2 separate regions of the Nomascus leucogenys genome follow, and region 1 is linked to region 2. A link is a contact called in public Hi-C data. All regions are on one chromosome and are shown on one strand. Each heading gives the region's core, a stretch centred on a gene start, on an enhancer-like site or on the middle of the called end of the contact. The rest is flanking DNA. Distances are from core to core; before and after follow the strand shown. Region 1 has its middle 38 kb from the start of LBR. Region 2 overlaps SDE2 (replication stress response regulator SDE2).

Region 1 (4,625 bases), core at 322-2,821, 510 kb after region 2:
CTATAACACACCCCAATTCCAGGTTGCCATGCTTACTGGCAGAAGCCTCACCTTCTATTTATATGTCTGAACCATGGTGCCTGTTACCTATGGCAGGGGCACTCACATGCAGCAGTTGCCTCATTGTAGTGTGTACCGATATGTACAGTTGGCTAGAGTGTGTGATCGTCTGGGGACTCAAGGCACCTTAAACATGTGGGGTAGGAGGTGGGGAGGGGAGAATGGGAAGAGAAAGCCCTGAGGTCTTGTTCTTGGCCCAGAAACTCCTGTGCACACCTCTGCAGGTACACTCCTCTGCAGGTATGCAGGACTGCCCAGAAGACAATTCACCTTAGTTGCCTAGGCCACCCCGGGCATTTATGCATCTTTCTGGGAGGGGAGCAGAGAGGAAGGGCTGGGCAGGGGTAGCAGCTGCAGCCCTGTCTGCCGCCCCGGAGACTCAAGCTCACAAATGGCCTATAGTCTGGGGGCTGGGGTGCAGAGTCCTTGTTGCTTAGGGTTGCTGGATTTAGCAAATAATAATACCAGATGTCCAGTTACATTTCAATTTCAGATCAATTACAAATAATGTTTTAGTATCGGTATTTTCCAAACATTGCATGGGACATACCTACGTTAAAAAATTACTTGTTTACCTGTTAGAGGAGGCAGTTAGGAAAGACCTCTCTGAAGAGGACATTGGGCAGTGATCTGAGTGAAATCAGGGACACAGCAGTGCAGATCTAGGGGAAATAACGGAGAAAGAGAGAACAGCAGGTGCATAAACGTGGCTGAGGAGCCCCACAAAGGCCAGCGTGGCACGGTCTGCCATTTTAGCGTGAGCTTGTTGAGGTGTGGATTCCAGGCCCTGCTTCTAGTGCAGTAAATATGGGGCAGGTACGGGACCCCATCAAGAAGCTCAGTTCGCATCTGTCCTATTCCCTACTCCTTCTCAAGTTTTCAGACACAGTCCAGGGGGTGAAATGCACCATCGTGGGCTCAGAGCTGGGGTGCAAACCTCTCCAGTTACTGATGAGGAAACTGAGCTCCAGGGGGTCTTTAAGGATCTCATCCAAGGGATCTGGTCAGAGGACAGCATGGTGCTTTTGTGCACAGCCAGGTCCAGGTCTTCCGGGGCACTTCTAAAAGGAGTATGGGGAGCAGTGTGTGGTTTTTGGGGAGCCCCCACCCACTCCCCGCTGCCTGTAGCTTTGAAGCTAGGGCTTCCTGCGTGGCCCTGTTGGGCCCTGCTGATCCTAGAGGTCTCACAGCTCATGGCCCAGGGTCCCTGAGGTTGTGTCCACCTTCTGGCTTTCTGGCCCCTTAACCTTTGGCAAATACTTGCAGGTCTAACTTGAGTCCCTTGCTAGAGCTTGTTTCTTTCTTCATGTTTGAAAGAACATAAAAGAGAGAGAAAGGACAGTTAGATCTATTTATGGAGCCGCAGCCCTAGAAAGCTCCTATCTGTTCTTTCTCCAAGCAGGAAAACCAACTGTAGGCCTCTGACCTCCTCCCTCTCTGGCTCCCAGTGGCCTCCGAGAGCCCCTCCAGCTGCCGAGAGACGCGGACTCTGCAGGCCCCTCACTGCCGGCACCTTCAACACCTAGAGCCTCCACCTGGGCCAGTGGTGGGGGTGGGGAGAATCGAGGAGCAGGAAGAGAGGTGAAGGGACACTGCCGAGGAGCCCCCTGCTCTGTTCTTCGTCCTAGACACAGGGAGCACCGGCTTCTCCGCAGCCTTGCCTGGCGCTGCCCTGCAGCCACCCATCCCCCTTCTGAAGGATGCACCCGGCACAGAGAGAGGGAAGCGAGACAGGAAGTGACCTCAATTTCCCCGGCCACAGAAAGGGCGGCTCCCCCTGCCTCTGCAGCTGGGTGTGAGTCCCGGGAGCTGAGAGCCTTGCCCCCTGCTCCATCCTTCTCTTTTGGGGGTCTCTTCAGTGTCAGGACTTGGAGAGCCTGGGCGCGGGACTTGATCAGAGAGGCCTTGAGTGCAGTGGGTGCTTATCTGGTGTCTGTGGCCCTGAGGTCTGGGACAGACACTGCGGGTCTTTCTGGGCCACACCCACGGGGCCTGCCAGCCCCCCTGGGCTTGGCACAGTGGAGGGGAGACACACCCAAGGCCCTGGATGTGCCCAGCTCTCTGCAGCTGTGGGTGCCTCAGGCCGGCTGCTGATGGGTCTCAGTTTCTGAGGGGGTGGCAGTGAAGTTGCAGAGAAGAAACCTACGAAGGTGCCCTGTCAACTGCCACACGCCCAGATGCACGTCGACAGCCCATCACCGCCTCTTGCCTGTCCTCCCTGGGGACCGGCAGATCATGGGAGGTGGCTTGTCAAGGGGAGACACATTTGGATGACACCAAGCCGAGCTTCCTGTCTTGAGGCTGTTTCTGCTTTCTCATCTTCCTGCTAATGAGTTGCCTTTCGTGTGTGTAAGTTCAGAGGGTCTCTGTCACTGGTGTAACCGCTCCAGAACATTTGAACATGAAACAAGCATCATTTCCCTAAATTAAATTAAATCCCAGCCGCACCTCCTGAGAGGAATCATCCACTGGGTTCCTGGGCGGGAAGGGGTCCTCACGGCATGTGTCAGAGACGTTCGAACCAGAGCAACTCCATCTTGCATAGGGGCTGGGGAAAATGAGGCTGAGACCTACTGGGCTGCATTCCTGGATGGTTAAGGAAGTCGCAGGATGAGATAGGAGGTCAGCACAAGATACAGATCATAAAGACCTTGCTGATAAAACAGGTTGCAGTAAAGAAACTGGCCAAAACCCACCAAAACCAAGACGGCCATGAGAGTGACCTCTGGTCATCCTCACTGCTACACTCCCACCAGCGCCATGACAGTTTACAAATGCCATGGCAACATCAGGAAGTTACCCTATATGGTCTAAAAAGGGGAGACATGAATAATCCACCCCTGGTTTAGCATATCATCAAGAAATAACCATAAAAGTGGGCAACCAGCAGCCCTCAGGGCTGCCCTGTCTATGGGGTAGCCATTCTTTTCTTCCTTCACTTTCTTTCTTTTTTTTTTTTTAATAGAGTTTAGCTCTTGTTGCCCAGGCTGGAGTGCAGTGGTGAGATCTCGGCTCACTGCAACCTCCGCCTCCTGGGTTCGAGCGATTCTCCTGCCTCAGCCTCCTGAGTAGCTGGTACTACAGGTGCCCATCACCATGCCTGGCTAATTTTTTGTATTTTTGGTAGAGACAGGGTTTCACCACGTTGGCCAGGCTGATCTCGAACTCCTGACCTCAGGTGATCCCACCTCAGCCTGCCAAAGTGCTGGGATTCCAGGCGTGAGCCACTGTACCTGGCCCCTTCACTTTCTTAATAAACTTGCTTTCACTTTACTCTACGGACTCGCCCTGAATTTTTTCCTGCGCGAGATCCTAGAATCCTCTCTTAGGGTCTGCATCCAGACCCCTTTCCGGTAACACATGGGCTCATGTGGGAGTCCTGAGGCTTCTGGGGGAACAGGAGCATGGCGCCCACCTTGGCTTAATCCTGGGCACTCACTGCGGCTCCTCTGTTCCCTGAACAGTGTCCCCCACTCCAGGGGCTCAGAGATGTCCCCACGGGGTCCTCCTGGGTGGCCAGACTGTGCCCAGGGACCCCTTCAGGGCTCTTGAGACGGGGGAGCTCTGTGGCTCTTCCAGGGTCCACACCATGGCCCGTGGGCAGTCTGGCCGCCTGGGCAGGAGGCAGGCCTTTCCTGTCGAAGGACCCCAAGCCCAAGGGCCCCTTCCTGCTGGGTCTCGGGCAACTCAAGTGATTCCTCTCTGGTCTGACTGTGGGAGGTGGTTCCTTCTTGCCTGGGCAGCCCCTGAAGCACAGAGAATCAGCTCCCAAGCCCATCCTTCCTTCCCACTCTGGGAGCCTGGCGGAGGAGCACAAAGTCCTGTCTGTCCTTCCAGGTTGGGGGACGGCGCATTCCTCTCACCTCGTTTCTTGTGCACAGACAGCTCATTTCATAGCCATCTGGCAGGCGCTCAACCAAAGACGTCTCATGGCACTGTGGATCAGGAAAAGACAGCTGGTGCTGGAGTCCTACGTGGTTCACAGCCCCAGGCCCCAGCCCGTAGCCCTGCCTGCATCACCAGGCTCTCAATGGGACAGGAGCACCCTGCTGTGCCCATTTTGCTCACCCAGAAAAAAACTTTGTAAAAGGCTTTGTGTTTCCTTCCCTAGCCCTGGCTAACTGGGCATGGTCACACTGTTTTTTTAGATCCCACTTCCTGTCCCACCCAGCCCCAAATGTCCATGGAACCGGCCCCACTAACCTGCATCCAGCTGCCTCTTCCACCTGGGCCCTGCTCTCAGATGGAAGTGTCACCAAACACCCAGATCGCCGTGCTCCTGCTTCTCTGGGTAAGCACTTCCAGAGGCTACACAGGCGCTTGCCAGGTTCCTTGGGCTTACGTTAGGCTGTGCCTTCTTTCCTTGTGGCCCATGCACAGGCCTCTGGCCAGCTCTGTCCAGGTGGCAGCTCTCCTGGGGTCCGGCAAGCTTCCTCTGCTCGGACTCTGCCAGTCAAAGCCCAGCCCTGGCTCCTGGAGTCTGCAGCGCAAGTGGCCTCAGAAGCCCAGCCTCCCTCTGCCGCTGAACCCTGCAGCCCTTGTGTGAGGTCAGACCCCAGCGCCCC
Region 2 (4,499 bases), core at 1,402-3,901:
CCTGTCTCAAAAAATAAAAAGAATCTCTTTATAGATCTTGTTCCACTGTCTTCTGGCCTTCATTGTTTCTGATGACAAGTCAGTGGGTATTCAAATAGTTGTTCCCTTTATAGAATGCATCTTTCTCTTTGGCAGGTTTCAGGTGTGGTTTTCTATGTATTTTATCTTGGGAGTTTGATGAATTTCTTGGCTCTCTAAATTTATGCCATTTAATCAAATATAGGAAAGTGTCAGCCATTATTTCCTCAGATCTTTTTCCTGACCCATGTTTTCTCTCTCCTGGGACTTCAGTTATAAATATACTAAGCTTCGGTCTCAGTCTCTGAGTCTCTGTCTTTTTTTTTTTTTCTTTTTTTTTCCCACCAGACGCTTCTCTGTGTTCTTCAGATGATTTCTGTAATATAGCTAAGTTGATGGAGAATTTTCAAGCTAAAGTTGCCTTTTGGAGGAGTTGGCATCTTGCCAGAATGGGCCTGCCTTAGCACCTGCACTGTGCTCGTTGGCTATAAAGAGTCCCCAGAAAGTGTGGCCTGAGTGTGAACCCGGTGGCCCCAGAGCATCACTGAGTGATACTCCCCACAGCAGGAGATCTGAGAGGCATATTTTCGTGGCTGCCACAGTATGTTCTGTTGCTTAGGGAGGATTATTTTTCTAGTTTGGGTAGTTGGAAACAGTTTTCTTCAAATTATGTGGGTGCCTGTTCAGATCTTAAAAAGCACACCCAAAGGGAGCAGGGAAACATTTAGTGAAGGTTTACTTTTAAAAATTTTTTTATTTTATTTTATTTTTAGACAGAGTCTTGCACTGTCGCCCAGGCTGGAGTGCAGTGGTGCCATCTTGGCTCACTGCAAGCTCCACCTCCCGGGTTCACGCCATTCTCCTGCCTCAGCCTCCCAAGTAGCTGGGACTACAGGCACGTGCCACCACACCCGGCTAATTTTTTTGTATTTTTAGTAGAGATGGGGTTTCACTGTATTAGTCAGGATGGTCTCGATCTCCTGACCTTGGGATCTACCCGCCTAGGCCTCCTAAAGTGCTGGGATTACAGGCCTGAGCCACCGTGCCCAGCCTAGTGAAGGTTTACTTTACAAGATCAGAGGTTCATCTTTGGGAGACTCAGGCAGCCATGCCCAAAGAATTTCTTTCTTTTGTGGCAGCATGAAGCTGGCTGGGCCAGTGCCCCTCTCCTAATTGGCCTGGTTATCCTCTTCAGGTTGCCAGAGCTCTAGCTGGGCCCTGCTTTATTTAGCATGGGAGTGTGAGCAGCCGTTGCCCTGCTCCCTGCAGGCAAATAGACCTTGACTGGCAAATGAAAAGACTAGAGTTTTGTAATTGCCCCCTCTTGTAGCATTAAAGGCTAAAAGTAAGGAGGCTGCTGATGAGCAGAAACTGACCATCTTGCCACTCTCCTAGGTGGCTGTAGTTCTTCTAGCCCTCACTGATCTGTGCGTGGGAATGTTAATGGGCTTTTGCTGTGGGTCCATTTCACTCACCCACACATTTTGATTTGGAGATAGCTACCTTCCTCCTTCCTCTTCTGGTGCTTATACTGCAAGCTTCCTCATATTCCTTTTGTCAGTTCAAATGGGAGTTTGCAAGAGGGAATTAAACAAATATGCTCATATTACCATCTTAAGCCAGCACCTGTTAGTGATTTTCAAGGTGAAAAGTACCCCCCGAGAAAGTCTAGGAACACCAGATGTTAATTCTAGGCTGGTTCTGATCAAAATCATAAAAACATTGACTTAAACTTTATGGCCTTATTTGTGTGCCTGAACTAGAATACAGGAAAGGATATTATAGCCAGGTGTGGTGGTGCATGCCTATAGTTCCAGCTACTTGGGAGGCTGAGGTGGGAGGATTGCTTGAGTCCAGGAGTTGGAGGCTGCAGTGAATTTTTTTTTTTTTTTTTTTTGAGATGGAATCTCACTCTGCTGCCCAGGCTGGAGTGCAGTGGCATGATCTTGGCTCACTGCAACCTCCGCCTCTCGAGTTCAAGTGATTCTCCTGCCTCAGCCTCCCGAGTAACTGGGATTACAGGCACGCGCCACAACGCCCAGCTAATTTTTGTATTTTTTGTAGAGATAAAGTTTCACCATGTTGGCCAGGCTGGTATTGAACTCCTGACCTCAAGTGATCTGCACGCCTTAGCCTCCCAAAGTGCTGGGATTATAGGCATGAGCCACCACGCCCGGCCAATGATGCAGTGAACTTTGAAGGCGTCACTGCAACTCCAGCCTGGGCGACAGAGTGAGACCTCATCTCAAAAAATAAATAAATAAATAAAAAATACAAAGAAGCAGGTGAAATTAATTTTAGCAATATATTTTATTTAACCCAAAAATATTCAAAATATTTCAATAAGTAAAAGAAAATTGTTAATGAGATAGTTTACATTTTTGTGCTAAGTCTGAATCTGGTGTGTATTTTACACTTACAGCACTTGTCAATTCACAGTGGCTACATTCCAGGTGCTTAATAGCGCCGTGTGACTTTCAGCTCCTGTATTAGGCAGTGCCCCTCTAGAACACATCTAAGGCAAGGCAGTGAGCACAGCAGAACTGTCCACCTTAATCCAAACACACGTGTACAGAGCTGAATCAAAGCCAACGAGGCTGGGAGGACTTGGGGCTTTTAGCACGCTCTGCTCTTCCCTCAGCCACCCTTGTGATAAGTGGAATATATGTAAAATAAAAGCTTTATGACCAGTCAGATGTCTTTCCTGTGGGGACTCCTTACATGCCAGGCTGGCACAGGTGCAGAAACAAGTTGGAGAGCTGTGGTCTGTGAGTCCTAACCTTGGCCTTGCTGGTGCGGGGCTGGGTGACCTCATCTGGCAAACTGTGGTATCTGTTTAATTTTATGAATTGAGCTGTGAGGCATAGCTGAAATTTGCATGGGGGTGACAGACTTTAAAGCATCTTGCAAAAAAGTAGTAAGGAATTAGGAGTTGTAGACAAATGCTCAATGAAAACAGGAGTGTGATACTGGGTATTGCACCATACCGTAGTGCTGGATCCCTCAGTTTACCAAGTAGATCATTTGGTCCAATTACGGGGTAGTGTAGGAATGGTGATTAGCCTGGTATGTCCTATCTCTCCTTGTTGAAGTTCTTTTTTTTTTTGAGATGAAGTCTTGCTATGTAGCTCATGCTGGAGTGCAGTGGCACAATCACAGTTCACTGCAGCCTCCACCACTCAGGCTGGGACCACAGGCATGTGCCACCTTGCCCGGCTAATCTTTTAAAAAGTACTTGCAGAGACAAGGTCTCACTGTGTGGCCAGGCTGGTACTTACCTTTCAAGACGGCTCACAGGCTTCCTCTTCCAACTGCGAGCCTCAGTGAGGAAACAGTGGGCTTGTTGTGGAATTTATTCTGCAGCCCTCCAGCCTCCAAACATTAATTGTGCATGTCTGATCAGTAAAACATTTGGGGGTGCACCCCACATGATGACACTCATCTGTCAGAGCCCTCCATCTGCCTTGGAGTACAAGCCCACGCACTTGCAGTGGCCGGCAGTCCCCTCTCAGACTGTACGCCTCTTCCCTCTCTGACCTCATCTACTCCTCCTCACTCCACCGCAGCCCCCAGGGCCTCCTTGCTGTTTCCTGAACCAGCCAAACACACTGTGCTCCCCCCGCCGTGGCACTGACTGTCTCTCCTTTGGGAACAGTCTTTCCCCAGACGTCCCCAGGGAAGACTCTCACCTCTCACTGGGTTTAAAATGGCAACCCCCACCCCCATCACTTTCTTTCCTGACTGGTTGGTTGGTTGGTTGGTTTTTTTGAGACAGAGCCTTGCTGTGTTGCCCAGGCTGGAGTGCAGTGGTGCTGTCTCAGCTCACTGCAATCTGTGCCTCTGGAGTTCAAGCAATTCTCCTGCCTCAGCCTCCCAAGTAATTGAGACCACAGGTGTGCGCTACCACGCCAAGTAATTGAGACTACAGGTGTGCGCTACCACGCCCAGCTATTCATTCATTCATTCATTTATTTGATTGATTGATTCTATTTTTAGTAGAGACAGGGTTTCGCTGTGTTGGCCAGGCTGGTCTCAAACTCCTGACCTCAGGTGATCTGCCCATCTCGGCCTCCCACTGCGCCTGGCCGACAGTTTTGTTTTTTTTGAGATGGAGCCTTGTTCTGTAGCCCAGGCTGGAGTGCAGTGGCGCGATCTCGGCTCACTGCAAGCTCCACCTCCTGGCTTCAAGCAATTCTCCTGCCTGAGCCTCCTGAGTAGCTGGGATTACAGGTGCGTGCCACCACGCCCGGCTAATTTTTGTATTTTTAGTAGAGACAGGGTTTCACCGTGTTGGTCAGGCTGGTCTTGAACTCCTGACCTCATGATCCGCCTGCCTCAGCCTCCCAAAGTGCTGGGATTACAAGCATGAGCCACCGTGCCGGGTCCTGACAGGTTTTTTTGTTTTGTTTTGTTTTGTTTTTTTAATAGTACTTATTACCCCTTATCATACTTTTTTTTTTTTTTTAAATTAAATGTCCCTC

Evidence for each region. Hi-C and Micro-C count contacts between places; a contact is called where the count stands out from the background.
Region 1: a Hi-C map of a lymphoblastoid cell line shows a contact between it and region 2, with 9 times the contacts expected there. The contact joins two enhancer-like sites. A contact is called at or near these places in 2 of 4 Hi-C or Micro-C datasets (a lymphoblastoid cell line and an unstated tissue).

Annotation. Positions count from the first base shown.
Region 1 is chr5:22,480,695-22,485,319 of Asia_NLE_v1, forward strand. No RefSeq gene overlaps it. Among named protein-coding and RNA genes, the nearest start is that of LBR, 38 kb to the right of the region's middle. Within about 2 kb of position 1,572, the one cell type or tissue checked has an H3K27ac peak away from gene starts, as active enhancers do. A contact at or near this core is called in a lymphoblastoid cell line, where this site is marked.
Region 2 is chr5:21,964,975-21,969,473 of Asia_NLE_v1, forward strand. All of the region lies in intron 7 of SDE2 (replication stress response regulator SDE2), which reads left to right. Among named protein-coding and RNA genes, the nearest start is that of SDE2, 20 kb to the left of the region's middle. Within about 2 kb of position 2,652, the one cell type or tissue checked has an H3K27ac peak away from gene starts, as active enhancers do. A contact at or near this core is called in a lymphoblastoid cell line, where this site is marked.